Linked DNA regions of Capra hircus: regions 1 and 2 are each linked to region 3. The links are chromatin contacts, called in public Hi-C maps. All regions are on one chromosome and are shown on one strand. Each heading gives the region's core, a stretch centred on a gene start, on an enhancer-like site or on the middle of the called end of the contact. The rest is flanking DNA. Distances are from core to core; before and after follow the strand shown.

What was found. Hi-C and Micro-C count contacts between places; a contact is called where the count stands out from the background.
Region 1: a contact with region 3 is called in a Hi-C map of blood, with 6 times the contacts expected there. The contact joins the promoter of RNF19B here to the enhancer-like site in region 3.
Region 2: a Hi-C map of blood shows a contact between it and region 3, with 5 times the contacts expected there. The contact joins two enhancer-like sites. A contact is called at or near these places in 2 of 5 Hi-C or Micro-C datasets (both in blood).

Annotation. Positions count from the first base shown.
Region 1 is chr2:15,007,021-15,010,979 of ARS1.2, forward strand. RNF19B (E3 ubiquitin-protein ligase RNF19B) reads right to left here and starts at 2,023. Exons shown (of 9, transcript XM_018058077.1): 1 at 1,267-2,023. The coding sequence starts at 1,886.
Region 2 is chr2:14,987,397-14,991,134 of ARS1.2, forward strand. It overlaps RNF19B (E3 ubiquitin-protein ligase RNF19B), which reads right to left. Exons shown (of 9, transcript XM_018058077.1): 7 at 3,446-3,653; 8 at 833-964. Among named protein-coding and RNA genes, the nearest start is that of RNF19B, 20 kb to the right of the region's middle. Within about 2 kb of position 1,980, at least 2 of the 5 cell types and tissues checked have an H3K27ac peak or open chromatin away from gene starts, as enhancers often do.
Region 3 is chr2:15,097,364-15,100,820 of ARS1.2, forward strand. LOC108638640 (a long non-coding RNA gene) reads left to right here. Exons shown (of 3, transcript XR_001920009.1): 2 at 3,038-3,229. Among named protein-coding and RNA genes, the nearest start is that of AK2, 26 kb to the left of the region's middle. Within about 2 kb of position 1,833, at least 2 of the 5 cell types and tissues checked have an H3K27ac peak or open chromatin away from gene starts, as enhancers often do.

The DNA.
Region 1 (3,959 bases), core at 773-3,272, 90 kb before region 3:
AAATAATAAGAAATTAACTCATCTTACCCTCCTAGACACTCTATGACAGCTTCTTTTGAATCAGACAAATAGCAGCATCATGGAAATCATAAAAGAGCCTTGATATATAGGTTATGATTAAAAGCCCTTAGTTCTTTTGAAAGAAAAGAACATACAGCTTTTTACTAGGAGTCCCTAGCCTCTTTTTGTCCTCAAAACATGACACACAAGAATAAAATGATCCGGCCAAGGTCACAGAGCAGGTAATGGCACACTCTGATGTCCCTCTTTCCTGCATGCAATCATTTATGGGATGCTATTATTAACTTATTATTACTGACAGTAACACACAATCAGATTTTAAAAACTAAAGGTTGGGGGCTGGAGGCGCCGGGGGTGGGGTGGGGGGCTTTCCACTGAATTCTCTAGATGGCAAAATCTGGTGGTATTAAGTCTCTGCATTTACACAGTGCAACATCAAGAACTCAAGATTGGAGGAGCTGGGAACCACATTTTCTCTTAATCATATCAACCTCTGGGCATCCTTCTCAGTGCCCCCATTGCCTCTCTGGACAAAGAAAGGGTCTGTCCACTCTACACCCTGCCCAACGCAGCAGTGTAAGGACCACAGGGGTGGCCACACGATAGCCGGGCACAGAAGACACACCACAACGCCCAGGTTGCCCCCCGAGCGCTGCCAGTGAGCTCTCCTTTCCCGCTAGAGCCATTTCAGTCACCTGCATCCCAACTTTCAGCAGTGGTGGTCTCAGCAAAAGTACACCTTCTCCTGCAACGCTGCGAAGTTTGCCCCTAGTCAACTGGACACACCCCTCCAAAGCGCTGCCCTTTCAGAATGATGTCTTATTCCGTCCTTTGCCAGATATCAGCTCCCCATCCTCATTCAGAGATACCCCCTTCCTCTGGAGAGGGGCGTTCGCCGGACCAAAAACAGCCCCTCGCTGCCTCCTGACTTGATGGACAGCTCCCTTCTTACCCAGTGCTCGGCACCTCAAGTCCTCAGGCAGGGGTTGGGCACTGGGTGCGTTCACCTCAAGGGGCTGGGCTTGCCGATGGTTACCGCTTACCAGCCCGCCGTAACTGCCGCCTGGCCTCCCTTCCACTGGTCATCCCTCACCTCTCCCTCCACGCTGGGACATGGACACACACACACACACACACGGTGCGTGGAGGACCGCCCCTCGCGGCCGGCCACACGCAGGGTCCAGCCTTCGGCCCCAGGTCCCCTCCACCGCGGCCACCGCCCCAGGGCCACGCCCCCGCGCTCACCCGCAGTCCGGGGCTGGGCACCAGCGGCAGTCGGGGTCCGAGGCCAGGTAGCGGCGCAGCATGAACTCCTCGTACTTGTGCATGAGCGGCGGGTCGGCGAGCAGCAGGCGGATGTCGTGCGGGTTGAGCCGCTCGCTGCACTCGGGGCAGCTGATGGGGACCCGGCTCTCGCTGATCTCCAGGCGCAGGTAGTGGCGGAGGCAGTCCCGGCACGAGCGGTGCGGACAGCTGAGGAGGCGCGGGGCCCGCTCCGGCGGCAGCCGCACCAGGCACAGCGGGCACTCCACCTCCTCCGGGCCCGAGCCACCGCCCTCCGCCGCCTCCTCATCGTTTAACCCGGGCCCCACTGTCGCCGCGGCCTCCGCCTCGGCCTCGGCGGCCGGCTCGGCGGGCAGCGCCTCGGGCGGCGAGGCTTGGGCCGGGGCGGGCGGCGGCGGCGCGGCCGGGGGCGGTGGCTCGGCCTGCGGCTTGGCTCGGGCGCGGCGGCCGCGGGCCGAAGAGGAGAAGACGCTGTGGAAGGTGAGGCGCCGGCGCCGGCCGCCGCTGCGGCACTTGGGGTCGGGCGCAGCCGCGTGTAGAGATGTAGAGCGCGGCGATTCGGAGTCTTTCTCGGAGCCCATGGTCCCCAGAGGCCGAGGGGCGAGGGGCGCCCAGCGCCACCACAGCTCCCGCCTCAGCGCCCCCTCAGCCGGCGCCCGGGCCGCCGCCGCCTCAGCCTCCCTCCCAGAGATAGAAACCAAGCAGTAGCGACGAAGTGGTTATAAAGCCTCCGCCCCGCGCGCCGATGCCCACTGCGCAGGCGCTTCGCGGAGACACCTCACAACCCGCACCGCCCATGCCGGAGGGTGGGGGGGCGCTGGGCGGGGCCGAGCGGGGTGGGGCGCGCTGGGCGTGCTGGGGCGGAGCCCCGCCTCCTCGGAGGGCAGGTGATTCCAGGGCCGCCATCTTGAGAAGAAGGTAACTCAACTAGTTTACTTGGCCTCTTCCGTCAATATCATCGCCCCTAGCCACATCGAACCTGCGGCGGAGTTTTCGGTTTGCCTTTCCTCGAGGTTGGGCCGATTGCTGCTTCCAGCAAATGATATTTTAGTTACTCCATCTGTAAAAAGCCGATGAGGGTAAATCAGATAGTGATTCCCAACTGGTCTACGTTCCAACACATCTTTTGTTGTTTTTTTTATTAACCAGTAATTAATAAAGAATATATTCATTGAGCTTCTATTAAATGGAGGCAGGTGAAACAGACAGGGTCTCCCTATCTGGGAGAGGTTTACAAAATAAAATCCAAATCCCTCAATCTAGCATTCAGTACTTTCTGTGACCTACTAAACTATTCCTAGGTCCACCGCCCATTCTAACCTTCTGGTAGTTTGGTTACTTACAAATTGTGGACGGATGTCCAGCATTTTGGGGGTGCCTGGAAGTGCCTTTCTGCTGATCCCCCACTGCTCTGACTGGGGGAAGACACGGAATCAGCCTTACAAATGGGAGAAAAGCAAGCCGCTTTAACAGCAATGGGAAGGTATCAGGCAGGATTAGACTCAGTTGCAAATAACAAAAGAAAAAAAAAAGGCTTATGATAGAAATTTATTTCTCTCTTCATGAGAAATAATTCGTAAAAGTTCAAGGCTGCTCTGCCATTCTTAGCAATTGGTTTCTAATCTTAAGGTCAACTCATTATTGTCCACATTCCAGACAGTGGGGAGGGAAAAGAGAAGAAAGGTACACTCATTTCCTTTTAAGAAGACTGCCTTAAAAAAAAAAAAAAAAAAAGGAAGACTGCCTTGAAAGCCTGGCACATTTCTGCTTACATCTCATTAGCCAAAGCGTAGTCACATGGCCATACTGGGATATGTAGCTTTTTAACTGGGCACAATGTGTCCCTAAAAATAGGTGCTCTGTTATTAATAAAGATTGGTAGAAACTGTACTAAAAGATAACCGTTTGTCTTTTATGGGTGGTATTAAAACCTTGAGAAAGGTCCTTAGGAATAAACCCTGGGAAACTTCAAACTTTTGAGGTAAAACAGAGGAAGAAGAGCCAGCGAAAGAAACTGAAAAGCAGGGGCTGTGACACAGGAGAAAACTCAAGCTAGTATGATGTCACAGACACCTAGATAAAATGTTTCCAGGGGGAGTGGTCAATTATGACAAATCCCACTGAGAAGTCAACGCCGATAAGAACAGAGAAGTGATCATTGGATTTAGCAATACCAAAGAGGTCCGTAAGGAGGCGAAATGTTCCTCCTCAAGGAGGAAGGAGATTTGGTGCTAGATGGCTAAAACAACAATTGATTTCTGTATACTGGTCAAAGTATGCTGGGCTCTGCTGCGGTAACAACCTGAACATCTCAATGCTTTAACACATTGGTATATTTCTCCCACTCATACAAAGCCTGCCTATGGGGCAAGGCACTCTCCTGGTCACTCAGAGAGGTCCATGGCACTTTCTTCCTGGGCTCTACCACCTCAACCCGAGGTGTTAAGGATGGCCTCAATAGGGGAAAGAGAGCTGGAGGGTGTGTGTGTGTACACACATGTGTTCAGTCATGTCCAACACTTTGCAACCCCATGGACTGTAGCCCACCTGGCTCTTCTGTCCATGAGCTTTTCCAGGCAAGAATACTGGAGTGGGTTGCCATTTCCTACTCCAGGGGATCTTCCCAACCCAGGGATTGAATCTGCATCCCTTGT
Region 2 (3,738 bases), core at 730-3,229, 110 kb before region 3:
ATAAAATTTAATCTAGTACTCAAATAAGGTGGAGAAGAACAATGAGATCTCCTTGCTGATTTAAAATATGCATGCGAACATCTCTGACAATTTTTTTTAAAATTTTTATTGGAGTATAGCTGACTTACAATGTTGCATTAGTTTCTGCTGTACTGCAAAGTGAATCAGTTATCCCTATACACATAGCCACTCTTTTTAAAGATTCCTTCCCCACATAGGTCATTATGGAATATTGAGAAGAGTTTCCTGTGCTATATATCCTTATTAGTTATTCTGCCAATTTCTTTAAACAACTAAAAATGAGCTTCCAAAATTCAACTAAGGATCAGAACCTCACACTATCTTCCTCAAAATATTAAAGTGAAAGAGTCACAGCTTTTTACTTCTCTGCTACAATGAGAAGAAACCAGAATCTCTCCAGTAGGGAGTGCTGTAATCACACCATACCAGATACACTAGCTTCTCAAAAATAGAGAAATAGGCTACAAGAGCCACATCAAGCAAGGATCAACGTAAGAACAGAAACCACAGAGCCATAAACATCAGTGAATACCCATCTAGCTTGTTAAGTTCCATGTGAATAATTACACTGTTGCAACAGCCAAAAATAAAAAGGAAGAAAAAACCTCTAAAAATCAAGTGCTAACAGAAGAATCAATCAAGAGATGCCCAACACTCCCATACCAAGAATGTGCTCAATGAATCCACAGGGTATACACACCATGTATCCCACTATATGGTACATAGAGCCCTAACGTGAGGCATTGTGCTTCTAAGGCCAAAACTCAACCAAAAAATGCAACTTCTCCTAGGCATCTGACTGTTCACATACCTGTCCTGTGGGTTGTAGGAACTGATTATGGAACCGGCCATAGCACGAGTGCTTGCGTTGTCACTAATTGCACCAAGACTGGCTGTGTCTTTGGGGAAAATTTCCTTTTGGACATCGGCTTGGACTTCTAACCTGTGTAAAGAGGGGACATTTAAGTTAATATGAGACCTGGGTATTTCAAGACAGTCCGCTTCCTGGCACATACCACTTACATTATTCTCTTGCAAATTGAGTTGATTTGATCGTCTCCAAATGCCAAATAGCTCAAAGAGATGCCCACACACTTTCTCTCTTAAAGTTATCTTTTGAAATCGTCCCCTCCTTTCCATCCCCACTGCTACTGCTTAACTTCAGGCTCTCAACAGCTCCCGCGTGGGTAACTGCAATTGTGCTGTCTCCAGTAGCCGTAAGTTCAAGTCAAACAACTTTCAGATCAGTGCCAAAGTGGATAATAACCTAATTACTCTAACAGCCCCTCTCTTGGCTCCCCCTTGCCATTAGGCATTTAAGGTCTACCTGATCTGCCTCCAAGCTGTCTCCAGTTCCACCTCTTACCATAGATCCTAAATCCTAATCACATTGGATTTTTTCCCCTTACACACCTATACACATTTTATACCTCTCTGACTTTGCATATGCTAGTCCCTCTCTTTGAAGTTTTCTTTCTCTATGTGACAAATTCATACTCAGTTCTTAAGAACAAGGAAGCATTATCTCCCTTCCTTCTTCCGTCAAACCACTTTCTGCAAAGTGCTCCACAGCAACTACCTACTTATTAAATCAATTTACACATCTCTTTCACGCTCAGTTGTGAGCTCCAAAAGAGGAGAGGCCACGTCTCTTTTACACTTTACCCTCCATGTCTTGCATGTACTAGGAACTTAAACATTCAGCAATCAAATCACCCCCAGGCTATGAGCTTAAAGGACACATAAGAGTCAACCTCCAACGGCAGCAAACTTTCCCAATGGTGTCTCAGAGGACCCATAGCTTTTCCTATCTTGGCTCCAATATCATTTGGTTGCACATTTAAGTATTTCCTCATAATGGGTTTCACAGTCAAACCCATCTGACTCATTCACTTCCTATAAAAGGCTTTCACAGAACTGGAACAGCTGGCCTGGCTAAGCTGCAGTTTCAGCAAGTCAGTCCCCAATTATGTCTGCTTATTTACAGGGGTGTTGGTTTCAAGAAAGCACAGCAGTGAATTCTCCAGCATGTGGAGGCGGGATCCCCTAACAAGAGAGAACCAGAGTCAGGAGACACCAACAGGTCAGCAGCAGCCTACAGCCGCACATTCAGTCAACCTCCATCCTGCTGTCTGAGTCTCTGCTCTGCTCCTCCAGCCTTAGATGCCCTTCAGGAATGTGCCACAGTCCAGGAAAATGAGGCAGTGCAATGGAAAGTGCACTGAGTCAGAGACCTGGGTCCTAGTCTCAGCTCTGCCATAGATCACTCTCAGAACTGGAAGAGGCCTTTCACAAAGGCCATCTCCTTCAGTGGTTCCTAGAAGTTGGTCTGTGCAATGGCTATGCTAGAATCAGCTGGGGAGAATTTTCAAAACAGAGATTCCTAGGTCCCACTCTGGGAGATTCTAATTTATTAATTCTGGGATAGAGCACTGCAATCTATTTTTAAAAGGCTCCCAAGTGAGTGACACGCATTCAGGTGTGGGATCCAGCCCATCTGCCAACTGTTGCTTGACCTCCTAATAGCCAATTGGCCCTCTGGTCTCACTTCAAATACTTTCAGAGGTACAGAGCTCAATTATCTACTGATATAATCCATTCTTTCTCTGGACTTTATACAGATTTTTCCTACAGTCTCTATAATGAAACAAAATTTGTTTCCCTCTAGCCTCTGCCGAATTATCTTAATCTATCTCCTGGCATGAGGCAGAAGTCTTAATCCTTTTCCACTTCAAGGCCCTGCAGGTAACTGAAGGCAGCGTCTCCTCTACCTCTGTACCTTGTTTTGTATCACCTCTACCCCTCCTCAGGCCTCTCTTCTCCAGGGCATTCAAGTAACTGCTTCTCACGTAACGTCTGCTATGCTCCTCTGAATGTGCTCTGTTTTATCTACCTGGTGAAACAACCAACCAAATCACAACCATTTCAGTCATAAAGACTTACATATTCTGAACACAAGTTTATAGAATTGATTTTTCTTATCAAATGGGAATCAGAACAGGAAGGTTATAAGGATCACAGTACCAATAAGCCAACAAGATACAGCATAAATGCTGTTCAACTAAAAGCCAGTGACAATCCTAATGGAGGGCATAGTCTTGGAAATTCTACAAAAATGCATGCTTCCCCTTTCTAAAAGAGGCAGCCTAACACAGTAGAGGGAGGATCTGAAGTCAAGATTATTCTTTATATGGAGTCACTATGGTACAGTGGGAAGAAACACAGAACTTCTATGTTGTGTCACTCAACCTTTTTAGCCTGTTTTCTAACTGCAAAGGTTAAAAAAAAAAAAACAAACACAAAAACACCATTGATGATTATATTAAAACGAGATGCTACATGAGACACGCCTGGTACAAAGAAATGGCTCAACATGATATGTTACTTCTCATAAGTCCAACTAGTTCTGCCAGAAATCGCTTACCTGCTGTATTTTCCCTTGCCACTAGAAAGAATGCCACCACTCAGTGTGCCCCCCGAGAGGGCTGCAAAGCTGGCTGTTTCGCTGTATGGACCTTGCATAACGCTGAGTCCGTCTGTAGGGCTTCCACTGGTGCTCAGCACGCTAGTTAGGCCTTCGATGCTACTTTCCCCAATGCTGGGATTCTTGAGGGCTCGCCAGGCATCTGCCACTGGGGATGGAACCAAACATCACAACTGAAGATGGCACAATATCAAAACAGGGTCTGGGATCGTCTTGCAATGACTCTTCAGAGG
Region 3 (3,457 bases), core at 583-3,082:
GTTCATGGGGTTCTCAAGACAAGAATACTGAAGTGGCTTGCCATTCCCTTCTCCAGTGGACCACATTCTGTCAGGCCTCTCCACCATGACCCGCCCATCTTGGGTTGCCCCACAGGCATGGCTTGGTTTCACTGAGTTAAACAAGGCTGTGGTCCTAGTGTGATTAGATTGACTAGTTTTCTGTGAGTATGGTTTCAGTGTGTCTGCCCTCTGATGCCCTCTTGCAACAGTTACCATCTTACTTGGGTTTCTCTTACCTTGGCGTGAGGTATCTCTTCATGGCTGCTCCAGCAAAGCACAGCCGCTGCTCCTTACCTTGGATGAGGGGTATCTCCTTACCGCCACCGTTCCTGACCTTCAGCGTGGGATAGGTCCTCTAGGCCCTCCTGTGCTGCGCAGCCACCACTCCTCGGGTTGCTCCTCCCAGCTGCTGGATCATGGAAAAAGCAAGAGAGTTCCAGAAAAACATCTATTTCTGCTTTATTGACTATGCCAAAGCCTTTGACTGTGTGTATCACAATAAACTGTGGAAAATCCTGAAAGAGATGGGAATACCAGACCACCTGACCTGCCTCTTGAGGAATCTGTATGCAGGTCAGGAAGCAACATTTAGAACTGGACATGGGACAACAGACTGGTTCCAAATAGGAAAAGGAGTACGTCAAGGCTGTATATTGTTACCCTGCTTATTTAACTTATATGCAGAGGACATCATGAGAAATGCTGGACTGGAAGAAACACAAGCTGGAATCAAGATTGCCGGGAGAAATATCAATAACCTCAGATATGCAGAGGACACCACCCTTATGGCAGAAAGTGAACAGGAACTAAAAAGCCTCTTGATGAAAGTGAAAGAGGAGAGCGAAAAAGTTGGCTTAAAGCTCAACATTCAGAAAACGAAGATCATGGCATCCGGTCCCATCACTTCATGGGAAATAGATGGGGAAACAGTAGAAACAGTGTCAGACTTTATTTTGGGGGGCTCCAAAATCACTGCAGATGGTGACTGCAGCCATGAAATTAAAAGACGCTTACTTCTTGGAAGAAAAGTTATGACCAACCTAGAGAGCATATTAAAAAGCAGAGACATTATTTTGCCCACTAAGGTCCGTCTAGTCAAGGCTATGGTTTTTCCTGTGGTCATGTATACATGTGAGAGTTGGACTGTGAAGAAGGCTGAGCGCCAAAGAACTGATGCTTTTGAACTGTGGTGTTGGAGAAGACTCTTGATGGTCCCTTGGACTGCAAGGAGATCCAACCAGTGCATTCTGAAGGAGATCAGCCCTGGGATTTCTTTGGAAGGAATGATGCTAAAGCTGAAGCTCCAGTACTTTGGCCACCTCATGCGAAGAGTTGACTCATTGGAAAAGACTCTGATGCTGGGAGAGATTGGGGGCAGGAGGAGAAGTGGACGACCCAGGATGAGATGGCTGGATGGCATCATGGACTCAGTGGACGTGAGTCTGAGTGAACTCCGGGTGATGGTGATGGACAGGGAGTCCTGGCGTGCTGCGATTCATGGGGTCACAAACATTCGGACACAACTGAGAGACTGAACTGAACTGAACAAGGACATACCAGATCCCAGTTCCCCAACCGGCGATGGAACTCCCGCCCCCTGCAGTGGAAGTCCAGCATCCTAACCACTTGACTGCCAGGGAATTCCCTAGTTTTTAGTGCAGTCTTTAGTTTGAGGCATTACCTTGGTTTTTCCTTTTTTAAAGATCAATCAATATTGGATTCAAAGTTGCAGTAGGCAGGACCTGTGGCAGGAGAGGAGACTGGTGTGCTCTGATCTGTCTCTTCCCTGCCCTCTGGTGGAGGAATGAGAAGGGGGAAAAAAAAAGACTTGTTTCCTTAGGTGTCTCTTGCTGACCTTTGGCTGACCCCTCGGTGACTGCTTATAGCATGGCTGTGTTCCTGTCATCACAGTTGCTCAACTCATTCATTATCTACAGACATGGTGCGTGGAGGTGCTTCCCACCGCCCCCCGGGCAAGGCCATGCTGTTCAAGGACTCTGTGACAAATAACTTCCTCTGCTGGCAGCCTTGAACTCCCTGACAAGGCTTGCTCTTAGCACCCCAATGGCCTGCTGCCCCCGAGCTTCTGCTCTCTGCAGCCCCAATACCAGGGCCCATGGACATGGGCAGAATTAGTCTTTCTTCGTCTTCTTGCCCATTTGCCACCTGGTCACCTCCTTGGTCATTTCTCTCCAGTGCCCTTAATTTGGCAAATGCCAGAGACTCCGTTGACACCCACGGGGGATGAGCAGTCAGACGCCCTCTAGTGGCACCTGGAACTAGATGAATACTTCTCTTGGATCTGTTCGCATTGTCTTGTTTAGTTGCTAAGATGCATCCCACTCTTTGCAACCCCATGGACTGTAGCCTTTGTTCGTGTAATTTTCCAGGCAAGAATAATGGAGTGGGTTGCCATTTCCTTCTCCAGGGAATCTTCCCAACCCAGAAAGACTGAACCTGCATCTGCTGCCTTGCAGGCAGATTCTTTATTGCAGAGCCTTCGGGGAAGCCTACGACTGTGTAATAGGGCACCCTGAGCTTCACGGGGACAAGCAATCAGCATTTGATCACGCTCAAGGATTCTGTGGGACAAGGATGTTACAGGGCACAGGGGAGATGCCTAGGCTCTGCTCACCTTAGGTAGCCTCCAAGATGGTTCCCAGTGAGCCGTTCCTCTGGGTTTTTACGTCCTTGTGTAGTCCCCTCCCACTTTCTATCAGATTGGTTTGTGTAACCAACAGTATATGGCAGAAGGGATAGGAGGTCACTTTGGAGTCTAGGTTATAAAAGATACTGTGGTTTTTGCCTCTCTCCCTCTTTTTGATTGACCTTTTCCAGATTTAATACTCTCAAGTGAAAAGCCTGCTATTTCTCCCGATGAAATATAATGCAGAGAATTTCCCAGCACATCCCAGGAAGGCTAGTAGAAATTACTTTGAATTCGGCAGACTTTTCTCCCTGAGGAAACCTGGTAATTGTGTTGAATACACTCAGGGACTGTACCTCTCTTTTCCAGCAAGAAGCCAGCTGCCATGAGTGATGACACTCATCTATGGAGAGACCCATCTAAGGAAGAACTGAGGCCTCCTGCTGACCCCAGAGAGAGATGACTGCAGCCCTAGGCCGACAACTTGACTGAACTTCACGAGAGACCCTGAGTCAGAACCATCCAGAGGTGCTCCTCTCGGATTCCTAATTGTCAGAAAATGTGAGATCACAAATGTTTGTTGTTTTAAGCTGTAGCATTTAGGGGATAATTTGTTATACAGCGATAGATAACTAATACATTGCTCTATGATGTCTGGACTCTTTGTTGGGAAGATTCAAATGGGTGGGGCTGGAATCACCTGGAGGCTGCTTCATCCATGGGGCTGGCGCCTGAGCTGGGATGGCTTGAAGGCTCAGCGGACACTGTCACCCTGAGGTAGGAGATAGA